3 separate regions of the Sus scrofa genome follow, and all the other regions are linked to region 2. Evidence: chromatin contacts called from public Hi-C and promoter capture Hi-C data. All regions are on one chromosome and are shown on one strand. The core of a region is the stretch at or near the end of the contact, and the rest is flanking DNA. Distances in the headings are between cores, read along the strand shown. Region 1 holds the start of ZNF784 (zinc finger protein 784). Region 2 holds the start of PPP1R12C (protein phosphatase 1 regulatory subunit 12C). Region 3 holds the start of LENG8 (leukocyte receptor cluster member 8).

Region 1 (3,414 bases), core at 220-2,719, 390 kb after region 2:
AACAGAGGAGCCTGTGGCCTCTGCCTCAAGGCCTCCCCACCTGATTATTAAAACACCTCCCTTTTGTAGCATGCTGGATCCCTCGATTTCTAGATTCAGCTCTCCGCTGCTTCCCCGGCCCGGGATTCTGTTACGTGCCTTTGAAGACTTCCCCTCCCGTCTGAAATGGTCCACAGATCCAGCCATCTCTCTCCTCCATCCCAGTGAAAAGCCAATTACCTCACTGCACCTTTTTTTTTTTTTTTTTTTTTTTTGAGGGGGCCTCCCTCGCAGCAGGCCTATGATCCTGGGCCAGGGATTGAACCCGTGCCACAGCAGCGACCCAAGGTGCCACAGCAGCGACCCAAGGTGCCACAGCAGCAACGCAAGCTGCCACAGCACCAACGTGGAATCCTCGGGCCACTGGGGAACTTCATAAGGCAAACATTCTTTGCCAAGTGTCCTGAACCTCTGACTGCCTCTGGTCCTCTGCCTGGCTCCCTCATAACCCATTTTCCCAAAGCAGCCTTAATGACCTTTTGAAAACGGGAACAGATGGAAGTCATTTTCCCATTCGCAACCCTCCCATGACACCCACTGCACTTAAAATCCAAAGCCTTAATTCATATCCATCACGATCTGCCTCCCGCTTATCTCTCTGGCCCCAGTGTAAATATAAGCCGGCACACAGCTGACTTCTCTCTCGACTAAATTTAGCTCCCCTCCGCGCCGCTCTATCAGCTCACTCTTTATCGAACATAACACAATAAGACTTCTTTATTGTCTCTCTCCTCTTCTGGGCTGCAAGCTCCAAGAGGATAGTTTATTTGCCGCCTTCACCTCTCCATCTGTCTAGCCCAAGTGGGAGCACAGTAAATGTCTGCTGAATGAAAGACTGTCCTCAGATACGCTCTCAGCCTGAGTGGGGTCCAAAGGCAGCTGGAGCAGGCACTTCTGCCCCCAAATCCTCTCTTGGGTAGCACTTAGACTCTTGCAGAATCATCCCCCTACCCCGAAGTGGGTGACCCAACCATAACCCCACACCCTTCTCTTCCAGGGTCACCTTCCCAACCTTCCACCCAGGTTCCGGAACCCTAAAATTCATGAGGTCCCGCCCTCTGAAGGCTCCGCCCCCTCATTAGACAAACTCAATCCCTCGGACTCCTCGCTCGGGTGGATCCCTCTCCAGTTCTGACTTGGCCCGCCCACCCTCCTCCTCCGGCCACGCCCCTCCAACCTCACACCGCCCCCACGAGAAGCCCCGCCCCCAGGGCCATAGCCCTAAATACCTCCCCCGCCCAGCTCTAAGCCCCACCCCCACCCCTGCGACCTCCTGCCGCCTAGAGCCCCCGCGCCGGGGCCCTTCCTCGCCCGCACCAGGTCCGGAGGTTCCGGGGATCGCGGCTCCGGGCCCGCTGAGCTCAGACTCGGCGACTCCGGGCGCGCGGCAGCCATCTTGTCCCCAGGCCCCGCCCCCAATGCCAGAGGTCAATCCGGAGGGGGTGGGGCCTAGGCTGGCGTCGGGGCCCCGCGCAGGCGGCCTGGAGGAGGGGCGGGGCTTCCCGGGAGCTGGCTCTCTCCATCCCCAGGGAGAAAGTGGTGAATTTCTTCCTAATTGCCTGTCAGTGCCCCCAAGAGACAGCCTGCGTGGGGCGCTGGGGTGGCTCTGAGCTAATTCTTTTGTGTACGTGTCTTTTTAGGGCGAACCCGCAGCGTATAGAGGTTCCCAGACTAGGAATCGAATCGCAACTGCACCTGCCGGCCTGCACCACAGCCACAGCAACGCTGGATCCTTAACCCCCTGAGCGGAACCACGGATCCCTCCTGATTTTGTCGGGTTCGTTTGTGCCAGGCCACGACGGGAACTCTCCTGTGAGCTAATTCTAATTTCTTTTTTTTTTTTTTTTTTTTGGTCTTTTTGCTATTTCTTGGGCCGCTCCCACGGCATATGGAGGTTCCCAGGCCAGGGGTCTAATCGGAGCTGTAGCCACAGGCCTACGCCAGAGCCACAGCAACGCGGGATCCGAGCCGCGTCTGCAACCTACACCACAGCTCACGGCAACGCCGGATCGTTAACCCACTGAGCAAGGGCAGGGACCGAACCTGCAACCTCATGGTTCCTAGTCGGATTCGCTAACCACTGCGCCACGACGGGAACTCCCTAATTTCTCTTTTTAATCTCCATGAGTAGGCTCTGGCGGTCACTTGACACCAGAATTGAACAACCTTTGTTGTGTTCACACTACACGTTTTTGTGGTCACCTACTCCCTGGTTCGAGATAACTCAGTGAGGCAAAGGTTACAAATGTAAGGACTTTTAAGTCCCTTTGCAAAAATATACTGAACCGACTGCCACACTAGTGGTACTGGGATTCATTAGCAAGTATCCACAGGTTGTGTGAAGTTTGGGAAATGCGCCTTTGAAGGCAAGAGCCCAAGGGCAGGGGTTTTCGGCAGTTACAAGGACAGGGCTGAGGGCTCAGCTGTCCAGTTACTCGTTCCTTGGCCCGGCTGTGTGACCTTGGAGAGGTCATCGCGCTACTTCTGACCATGCCTGCATTTATGCATACATCTGTAGAGGGTTGCGAAACCCACTAAAACAGAGAGATGCGAGATCGCTGGAACACTCTTAAATTGTTTTCCTGGAAGGGCAGGGTGGATGACTGAACGTGACGATCATGCGCAAATTCGGTTCTCCCTCTTTAGGGAACATGATAGGGTTGTATTTTCCTTTGCAGTTAGACGTGGCCACGTGGTTTTCTTTGCCCAGTGAAATGACAGTGGAAGCGGTAGGTGTCCACTTCAGCACAAGGTAAGAGTCTGCTGAAATGTTCACCGCTTTTTGTTCCTGCTTGGGAATCTGTTTCCATTAGACGAAATTCCAGGGTGTGTGACCAGAACCTGGTGCAAGTCTTCCTCGGATAGATAGCATTTAAAATACTCATTTGGGGAGTTCTCTTCGTGGCTCAGTGGTTAACAACCTGACTAGGATCCATGAGGATGCATGTCTGATCCCTGGCTTTGTGCAGTGGGTTAAGGATCCGGCGTTGCCGTGAGCTGTGGTGTAGGTTGCAGACGTGGCTCAGATCCCGCGTTGCTGTGGCTCTGGCGTAGGCCGGCAGCTACAGCTGCGATTCACCCCCTAGCCTGGGAACCTCCATATGCCGTGGGAGCAAAAAAAAAAAAAAAAAAACAAAAGAAAAGAAAAATTCAGAAGTATATAAATAGCTCCCTGTACTCCTTAATGAACTTAAACCATACAACTTTACAGATGCAATCTCAGCCATCTGTGTAACATCCCCTTCTCTTGCCTCCTTCCCCTTATGAGATTTTGCATTTCCTTTCTTACTTTCTTTCTTTTTTTTTTTTTGTCTTTTTTTGCTATTTCTTGGGCCGCTCCCGAGGCATATGGAGGTTCCTAGGCTAGGGGTTGAA
Region 2 (3,832 bases), core at 358-2,857:
GGGATGCGATAAAAGCCCTCAGAACCAGAGGGAATCCTGGTTCTGGGACATATAGTGACTCTGGCTCTGGAACACAAGACCAATGGAGGCAGAAAGCAAGGTGTTTTGGAAAGGTTTGGGGGCCCAGGTTGTGGAGAGAGAGGACCTAGCAGGGCTCTAGGTCCCCTGGGAAGGGGAAGTGACCGGGCCTAGGAGAACTGGCGGTGCACTCTGAAGGAGGGAGAAGCTGCCCAAAGCCACAGGAGGGCATCCAGGCAGAGAGAGCAAGATGACCCGAGGACAGACAGGTGGCCCAGAACCAGAAAGAGGAGGGTGCTCTGAGTGTGCCCAGAAAAAAGGGTAACGCTGCAGGCCCACACAAAGCAAGAGGACAGAGTGAAAGAGAAGTGTGTGGAGAAAGAGAAACATCCCCAAGAGAGAGCCTACAGTGCAAGGCCAGAGGTGGCACAGAGGGAGAATGAGGAGGGCACGCAGGTGAAGGGGGCAGGAGAGAGAGCAGGAGGTGAGCCAGGCGAGGGAAGCATCCACTTGAGGAGCAGAGCGCCTTGAGGGCGATGGCTCAGGAAAGAGCACCCTTACATGGCAACAGATGGCAGAGACCAAGGATGAAGAGCAGAAACCTGAAGGAAAGGGCATGGAAGGCTCGGGGGCTGGCCGAAGAAACGGCCCAGGCCAGAGAGCGGGAAAAGAAGCAGCACAGGCCCAGAAGAGAGGAGGAGGACGCTCAGGGAAAGTGGTACCTGCCTGGACTAGGGGAAACAGTGGGTACCGGTGAAGCTGGGAGAAGTGGCGGACTCGAGAAAGTGGGGCAGCATTCGATGGCAGAGTAGAGGTGGCACGGGCCAGGCTGGTTAAGAGCGCTCAAGGTGGGGAAAGAGCAGGGCGAAAGAGACAAGACGAGGATGGACTGGCCTGAGGCCCTCAGCAGTGGCTCGAGTCCGGAGAGAGGGCAGCGCAGGATGGCAAAAACCAGGCCAGTTCAAGTGGCTCAGGACTGGAAGAGGGGAGCTCCAGGTGGGTGGGATGGGAAAAGGACTCAGCACGGGATGATAAAGGACCGGGGCAGCATCGACGGTGCAGACCACGACTGGCAAGGGTGACTCTGGACTGGGAGGGAGGGTGCTCGAGGCAGCGCAGACCCAGGGCGGATCGGAGCCCGGGCGGGGGCGCTGACCTGGTGCAGGGCGCTGATGCCGTCGGCGTTGGTGGAGTCGAGCACGGCGCGGGCTGGCGGCGGGGCGGAGGGGTCCAGCTCGGCGTCAGGGTCGGGGTCGGCCGCGCGCAGCATCAAGCGCGCCTCGTCCAGGTCGCCACCCGCGCAGGCCGCCAGAAACTCGGCGGCGCGCTCGAAGCGCACGGTACGGGCGCGCCGTTCCCCGGGGCCCGGCTCGGCGCCTGCCCGCGCCCCCCACTGCCGCAACTGCTCCCGCCGCCGCTCACGGGCTGCCGCCGCCGCCGCCCCCGGGCCCGCCCCTGGGCCATCCTCGCCCGACATCGCGCCGCCCGCTCGCCCGCCAGGTAAGAAGCGAGCGAGCGAGCGAGCGAGCGACCAGCTCCGAGGCGTCGCCGACGCCCGCCCTCCTCCGGGCCGCCGGGAATTGCGTCCCGCCCCGCGCCGCCAGAGGATCTACCGGTCCCCGCCCGGCACGTGACGTCACCACGCCGACTCGGGGCCCGCTGGGAAATGGAGTCCACAGGCTGGAGAGGCAACCGGCAACCGCCTGAGGGCGGACCGCGGGGAACTCTGGGAAGTGGAGTCCATAAACGGAAATGGATCTCTGCAATAGTCCCGCCCCGAGGCACACTGGGAAATTCGCAGCTCCGCGGTGTCAAAAGGAAATCTGATTGGCGTGCTGGGAAGTGGAGTCTACAGGCGGGAGGTCGGCCCCAGGGCATGCAGGAAATGCCGTTCGCAGCATCCAGGTGACGAAGGGCTGGCCCCCGGGGACCTACTAGGAAATGGACTCGACAACCCGAAAAGTACAGAAGTTTTCCGTTTTCCCCTTTTTCATGTCATGTACTTTATTTACTTTGGGTTTGTCGCGCCCTTCAACAAGAAATAAGCCCCAGGAAGACCGGGATTTTTGTGTTGTGTGCTTTCCTTGTTCCCAGTACCTAGTAGAACGCGATCGGAAATAGTTTTTTGAATGAATGAATGAATGAGAGAACGGATTCTCTAGGTCGTGGGAAACACCAGGATACTATGGGAAATTGAGTCCGCAACCCTTGGATCATCAAGAAAATTGCAAGCCTTCCTGGGTGACCGCCCAGGGCATGCTGGGAAATTATGTATGCGGTACAAAGGTCATGACAATGGGCCGCTGGTCGCGCTGGGAAATGTAGTCCTAGGCAGAGCCCCCAAACACCCCAAGAAATAAGATTCGAGGGCAAGATAAGTCCAGAGTCCCCGAGTAACCCCTGGATCACATCGGGAAGGGAACCTGCGAGGTAGGATCCACAAATGAAAATGCCCGCAGAGCCTTAAACTGGCCCTCTCTGCCATTGCAATCACCCTGAGGCGTGGAGCACGCTGGGAAGTGTAGGCCGGGCTCTATATCCTCGCAAGCAATGCTGGGATTTGTAGTCCAGATGAGGCGTTCTAGTTGATGTGGCGGGCTAGTACGTAGCACCATAAAGCAAGAAATGAACCTTAGCTTGCGTGTTCGATTCCAGGCCTTGCTCAGTGGATTGAGGATCCGGCGTTGCCGTGAGCTGTGGTGCAGGTCGCAGACGCAGCTCGGACCCTGAGTTGTTATGGCTGTGGGGTAGGCCAGCAGCTCCCATTCAACCCCTAGCCTGGGAACTTACATATGCTGAAGGTGGGGACCTAAAGAGCAAAAGGAAAAGAAAAAAGAAAAAAGAAAACTATCCCCGTCTTAAGTACCTTGCACCTGAATCCTCATTGGGAAAGAGGTACGCACTTTGAGACCCGAACAAAGACCCCTAAAAATCGCAAAGAAAAGTGCTGAAATGCAGACACAGGCGAGATTCTTTTTCTTCCAAGGAATGTCAGAGCAGCCTACATACAGGCTCTGAGGTCCTTGGGGGTGGGTTGGGGGGACTGTGCAAAGAAATAAACTGCAAATCCATCCCATGAGATCTGGAGACCGTGGGGATGGGCACGAAGGGGATCCAGTCCTGGGAGCTCTTGGGATGTTGAGTCCCACTCAACCTACACACCCAGGGAGATTAATCATCCATCTGTGGTTATGTATATTTCTGTGCCTGCGCGAAACGGTGATTTTTGGGTGTTTTGTGATCGCGTCTGCAGTTGAATGCAACCTGATTTGGGTGCTCGTGTTTATGGTGTCTGTAAGCTTTGGTGTAGAGCGTCTATCTGTTTGCGGCCTTTATTCATTTGGGAGACATAATATGGAATTTCCACTTAACCCCCACAACCTACGATGGGATGTGTTCCCACCACAAGCTCTATTGGCAATCTTTACTTCTGACGGCTATATTTAGACTTTTCACCTCTTTATGACAAATGGTTAATACCAGCTCTGATTTAGCCAGGCCCGGGTTTGAGTCTTGACTCCACCCACTTCCTAGCTCTGGGACCTGGGCTAGCTCTCTTCCTCTCTGCCTCTTGAGTTGTGGAGCTGCTGTACATGCCTTTCTCACAGGCAGGCGCTGTTGGCTCTGTACAGGCATTTTCATATTCCACTCGTTAAATTCTCTTCTGCACGTCTCTTTTCCTTGGTGAAGGCTTTTTCACTGCTCAAGCCTGCTGTTTTCTCTGAATGCTAACACTGGAATTTTGATGCTTAACCTTGGAACCTCAGGCCCTCCTCAGGCTGATGAAAATAACCTCAGAAAGATTAGAAGGGAC
Region 3 (3,731 bases), core at 921-3,420, 480 kb before region 2:
GACTGCACTGTGACAAACAAAAGCCCAGAAAAGTCCCCCCCCCACTCCTCCCCCATCCAGGACCCCCTGGGTCTTGCTCCCTCCTGCCCTCCCCTCCAGCCTGTCCCTTGAGCCCCACTAACCAATCTGTGCTACGCTGGTCACCCACGTTGGCCGCCATCTGGACCCTGGGGTGTAAGGGGTGGACTTCGGGAGCCAGACTGCTTTTTCACTGTCTGCAAGAAAGAGAATGAAAGACGACGACTCAAGAAAGAGCAAGAAACATGTCACCAAGTACGAAAGAGAAGGAGATGGGCTCACAAGAAGCCAGGGAAAAAAGGAGAGTCTGAGAAAGAAAGAGCTGCTGGAGTAAAACAATCTGGAAAGAATTCTGGGTGTGGAATAAAAGGTACAGCACCAGGGAAAACCCTGGACTCCCTGCAGTGCTCTGGGTGGAACACGAAGGATCTGAAAACAGGGAAGCCTAAAGGAATTTCCCAAAGAGAAAGAGAAGGATCTGAAGCCCAAATGAAAAGGGGAAAAGGTTCAAGGGAAATCCTGAGACGGTGTAGGGGGTGGGGGACCCTCAGTCAAGAAGACAGCTTCAGAGAAGAAGCACACTAATGAGCAAAATCTAAGTGAACCTGAAAGCTGGGAGCCTTGGAAAGACTTCTGAGAAGTCTGTAAGGTGGGAAGCATTTGAGGGAGCCTTGAGAGGAGAAAACACAGGAGAACAGAGAAAGAAACCTGGGTGGGAAGGGAGATTTCTGGAAATTATTCCTAGAAGCAGGGAGAAGTTGAGGGTGCCAGAGAGGAACCCTGGAAGCAACACAATTAAGTTCTTAGAACGCTCTTAAGAGACTAATTTCCGGAAGTTCCACTAAAGACAGACACCCACATGTGAGGTTCCTAGAAGCAGGGCTAGGCCTGGGAGAGACGAGGCAAGCCCCTCCATTGGAGGTCTGGGGAGATCCGAAAATCAAGAGTGAGGAACTCAAGAGTGAGGATGGTGAGGACCGCAGGAAAGTGAAGGCAAGTTTTGGGAGCAAGGAATGGGGGGAGCCTAGATTCGAGGGAGTAAGTGGGAAGTACGCAAGAGCTCAAAAGCGAGTCCTGCTGGACAACCCGAAAGCCCTACAAGAAGTGGGGGGATAGAAACAGGTGTCTGGAGCTGGCCAAAGACCTAAAAAGGAAAAGCCTTAAAGAAAAGACAGAAGAGAGTTCACCGGGGGTGGGGGTGGGGGGGTTCGGAGGGAGGTCACGAGTGGGGATAGTGGGGGGAGGGCCGAAAAAGGAAGGAGATTGAAGGTACGGTCTGGGGAAGCCTGGTGGGACGTTCCCGGGCGAGTCTGAAGGGCGAAGAATGGAACAAGTCGCGAGGGACACCTAGCCGTCCCCTAGACCCAGGGAAGGCACAGGAGGGCGCCGGGGGGAGGAAAAAGCCCGCCCGGACCCTCGCCGCCCGACCCGGAGCCACCGCCCCGGCCACGTCGCGCGTGCGCACCACGTCCCTGGGGGGTAGGAAGACGGCGCAAGGGCCGCCCATCACCCGGGGCAACGTCGACCTCCCAGTGGAACCTCCGAGTCAAAGACGGCTGAAGAGGGCCGCCGCAGCCCTGGAATTCCAAGGGGTGAGCGGAATCCGACGGCGCAGGCGCGAGAGTTCGAAGCCGCGCTCTTCACCCCTCGTGCGCAGGCGCAATGCCCCGTGCCCGGCCACACCCGGCCGTCGCTCGCGGTCGGCGTCCGTTGGTGCGACGGCCGCCAAGGCCTCGGGTCCGCGCGTACGGCCAAAAGGAAATGTCTCCACCCGCCCGCCCACCCCGCCGCCGCTCTCAACACCCACCTCGGCCGTACACCCCCGGGGCTCGCCAGCAGTGGCTCTAAACGACGGCAGCACGGCTGCGGACGACGGAACTTCTCGCGACCCGGCTGGCTCTTTTCTTCCTTGGGCTTTGACGTCCCGACGGCGGCGTCTTGACGTCACGCTGAGGCCTCGCCACGCCTCCCTCCGCCCCGGGCAGCCAATAGACGCCGCGAGCTTGACTTAGGCCTGCCCTCCCGCCCACGCAATGACGCAATGGACACTTTAACACAAGCCGGAACACTAGGTGGGGACGGTGGCCCCGAGGGGACACAGGCAGCAGAGCGCGCTTCCCCTGCGCAGGTGCGCGCAACCTTGTTTTGGTCCGGTTGGTGGCAGCCATTATTATTTATAGGCATAAATTAGCGTCCTGAGAATTCTAAGACTCCCCACCGTGCGGTGATGCGGAGGCCTAAGGATGGACTCGAGGAAGGGGTGAGAAAAGCGTGCAGCCGGAAAGGGGAGCTTCCGTAGTAAATAGACTGGAAGAGCGCACCTGGCAGAGGGAACAGCGTGCGCAGAGGCAGGAAACGAGATTGCGGGGTGCAGGTGGCTGTGGCAGAAGTGTGCAAGGTCCTAGGAAGAGATAGGTCTGTGGAGGTAATCAAGTAACCGATCCGGAAAGGCCATTGATGTCCGGCTGAGGAATTGGGATCATCTCTGTAAATAGGCTTTTCTTTCAATCCTTGCATGTAACCTGTTGAGTATGCCAGCTCTTTCCACGACTCTGATAAAATTATCCAGTCCAGTTCAGGGACCTGTCACTGTAAGTGATACTTGAGAAGTTGCAATTTCCTTCCCATAGTCTATTGTAAACTTTTCTGTTGATAACCCCACGTCATTCTGTTACTTTCAGCAGAGGTAATCTTTTTTTAATTAAACATTTTGTTTTAGAGTAATTTTAGGTTTACAGAAATATTGCAAAGATATTTCAGAGTCCTACCAATCCTGTACCAAAGCCCCTAACACCATCGCCTCACATTACTGTAGTGTGTTTCTTAAAACTGAGGCACCAAAATTGGCACATTACTATTAACTGCAGACTTTATTTGAATTTCACCGCGGTAAGGTCTCCTTTATGTGCCACAGTACAATTGCGGGTACCCCACTGTGTTGAGCATTCTTTACTTTCAAAGGGATGGGTTTCTTGCAGATAGCATATAGTTAGAGCTTTTCTTTTTACCCCAGCATACAATCTCTCTGCCTTTTAAAAGAGCTGTTTATAACTGTGTTAATACTAATGAGGTTATAATTTAAATCTATCGTCTTGCTATTTAGACTTTATTGTATAGAGCACTTGTTAGGAGGCCCTCTGCCTCAGTTCCCCTCCCCCACCCTGTGGTCTGAAACTCAAGACAATGGGCTGTAGGGATTTCAGGGTCACCTTGTAACCCAGCTAGTGCCCTCTGGGGCTCCTAGGCACTAAAAGACTTTCTCTGCCCTCCACTTCTTGTTATTAGGGGATAAGCTTCAGCCTCCATGGTGTTTGCTGAGTTCCAAAGGGCAGTAGCTAATCAGGGAAGGGAGGGGATGCAGAGACCAGGGAGGAGCCGACCAGAGACCCTAGTGCAGCCTTGGAGCAGAGTCCTGGTTCCTCCTCATGGGATACACATAACAATAGCTTAGAGCCTTTCTGCAGAACTAAAACCCCCTACAAATGGAAGAACTGTTGAAGCATTCTTCATTCCTGGAAGAAGGAGGACCACCAGAACCAGTCCTGGGTCCACTAAACACCAATTTCGAGAAACAATGCACGCTTGCCTCTCCTCTGATCCTTATCTGCGGCCCTATTTTCCACTCCCCAAACTAGAAAACCACCTCCTAATCTCTCCCAAGGTGGGGACAGTCTTTAACACATGAGCCTGCTGTGCCCCCCTTTGCGTGGCAA

The links. Promoter capture Hi-C pulls out the DNA fragments that hold promoters and counts their contacts. Hi-C and Micro-C count contacts between places; a contact is called where the count stands out from the background.
Region 1: a contact with region 2 is called in a Hi-C map of heart right ventricle, with 2.2 times the contacts expected there. The contact joins the promoter of ZNF784 here to the promoter of PPP1R12C in region 2. A contact is called at or near these places in 3 of 47 Hi-C or Micro-C datasets (embryonic fibroblasts, heart right ventricle and liver) and 1 of 2 datasets of contacts at active chromatin or transcription factors (alveolar macrophages).
Region 3: a promoter capture Hi-C map of liver shows a contact between it and region 2, with 3 times the contacts expected there. The contact joins the promoter of LENG8 here to the promoter of PPP1R12C in region 2. A contact is called at or near these places in 1 of 5 promoter capture datasets (liver), 1 of 47 Hi-C or Micro-C datasets (heart right ventricle) and 1 of 2 datasets of contacts at active chromatin or transcription factors (alveolar macrophages).

The regions. Positions count from the first base shown.
Region 1 is chr6:59,739,896-59,743,309 of Sscrofa11.1, forward strand. ZNF784 (zinc finger protein 784) reads right to left here and starts at 1,470. Exons shown (of 2, transcript XM_003356071.4): 1 at 1,357-1,470. The coding sequence starts at 1,434. It overlaps ZNF581 (zinc finger protein 581), which reads left to right and starts at 1,517. Exons shown (of 5, transcript XM_021095062.1): 1 at 1,517-1,600; 2 at 2,718-2,791.
Region 2 is chr6:59,345,570-59,349,401 of Sscrofa11.1, forward strand. It overlaps PPP1R12C (protein phosphatase 1 regulatory subunit 12C), which reads right to left and starts at 1,608. Exons shown (of 20, transcript XR_002344812.1): 1 at 1,175-1,608.
Region 3 is chr6:58,868,968-58,872,698 of Sscrofa11.1, forward strand. It overlaps LENG8 (leukocyte receptor cluster member 8), which reads right to left and starts at 2,171. Exons shown (of 16, transcript XM_021094969.1): 1 at 1,826-2,171; 2 at 123-215. The coding sequence starts at 160. TTYH1 (protein tweety homolog 1) reads right to left here. Exons shown (of 13, transcript XM_021094971.1): 13 at 1,825-3,731.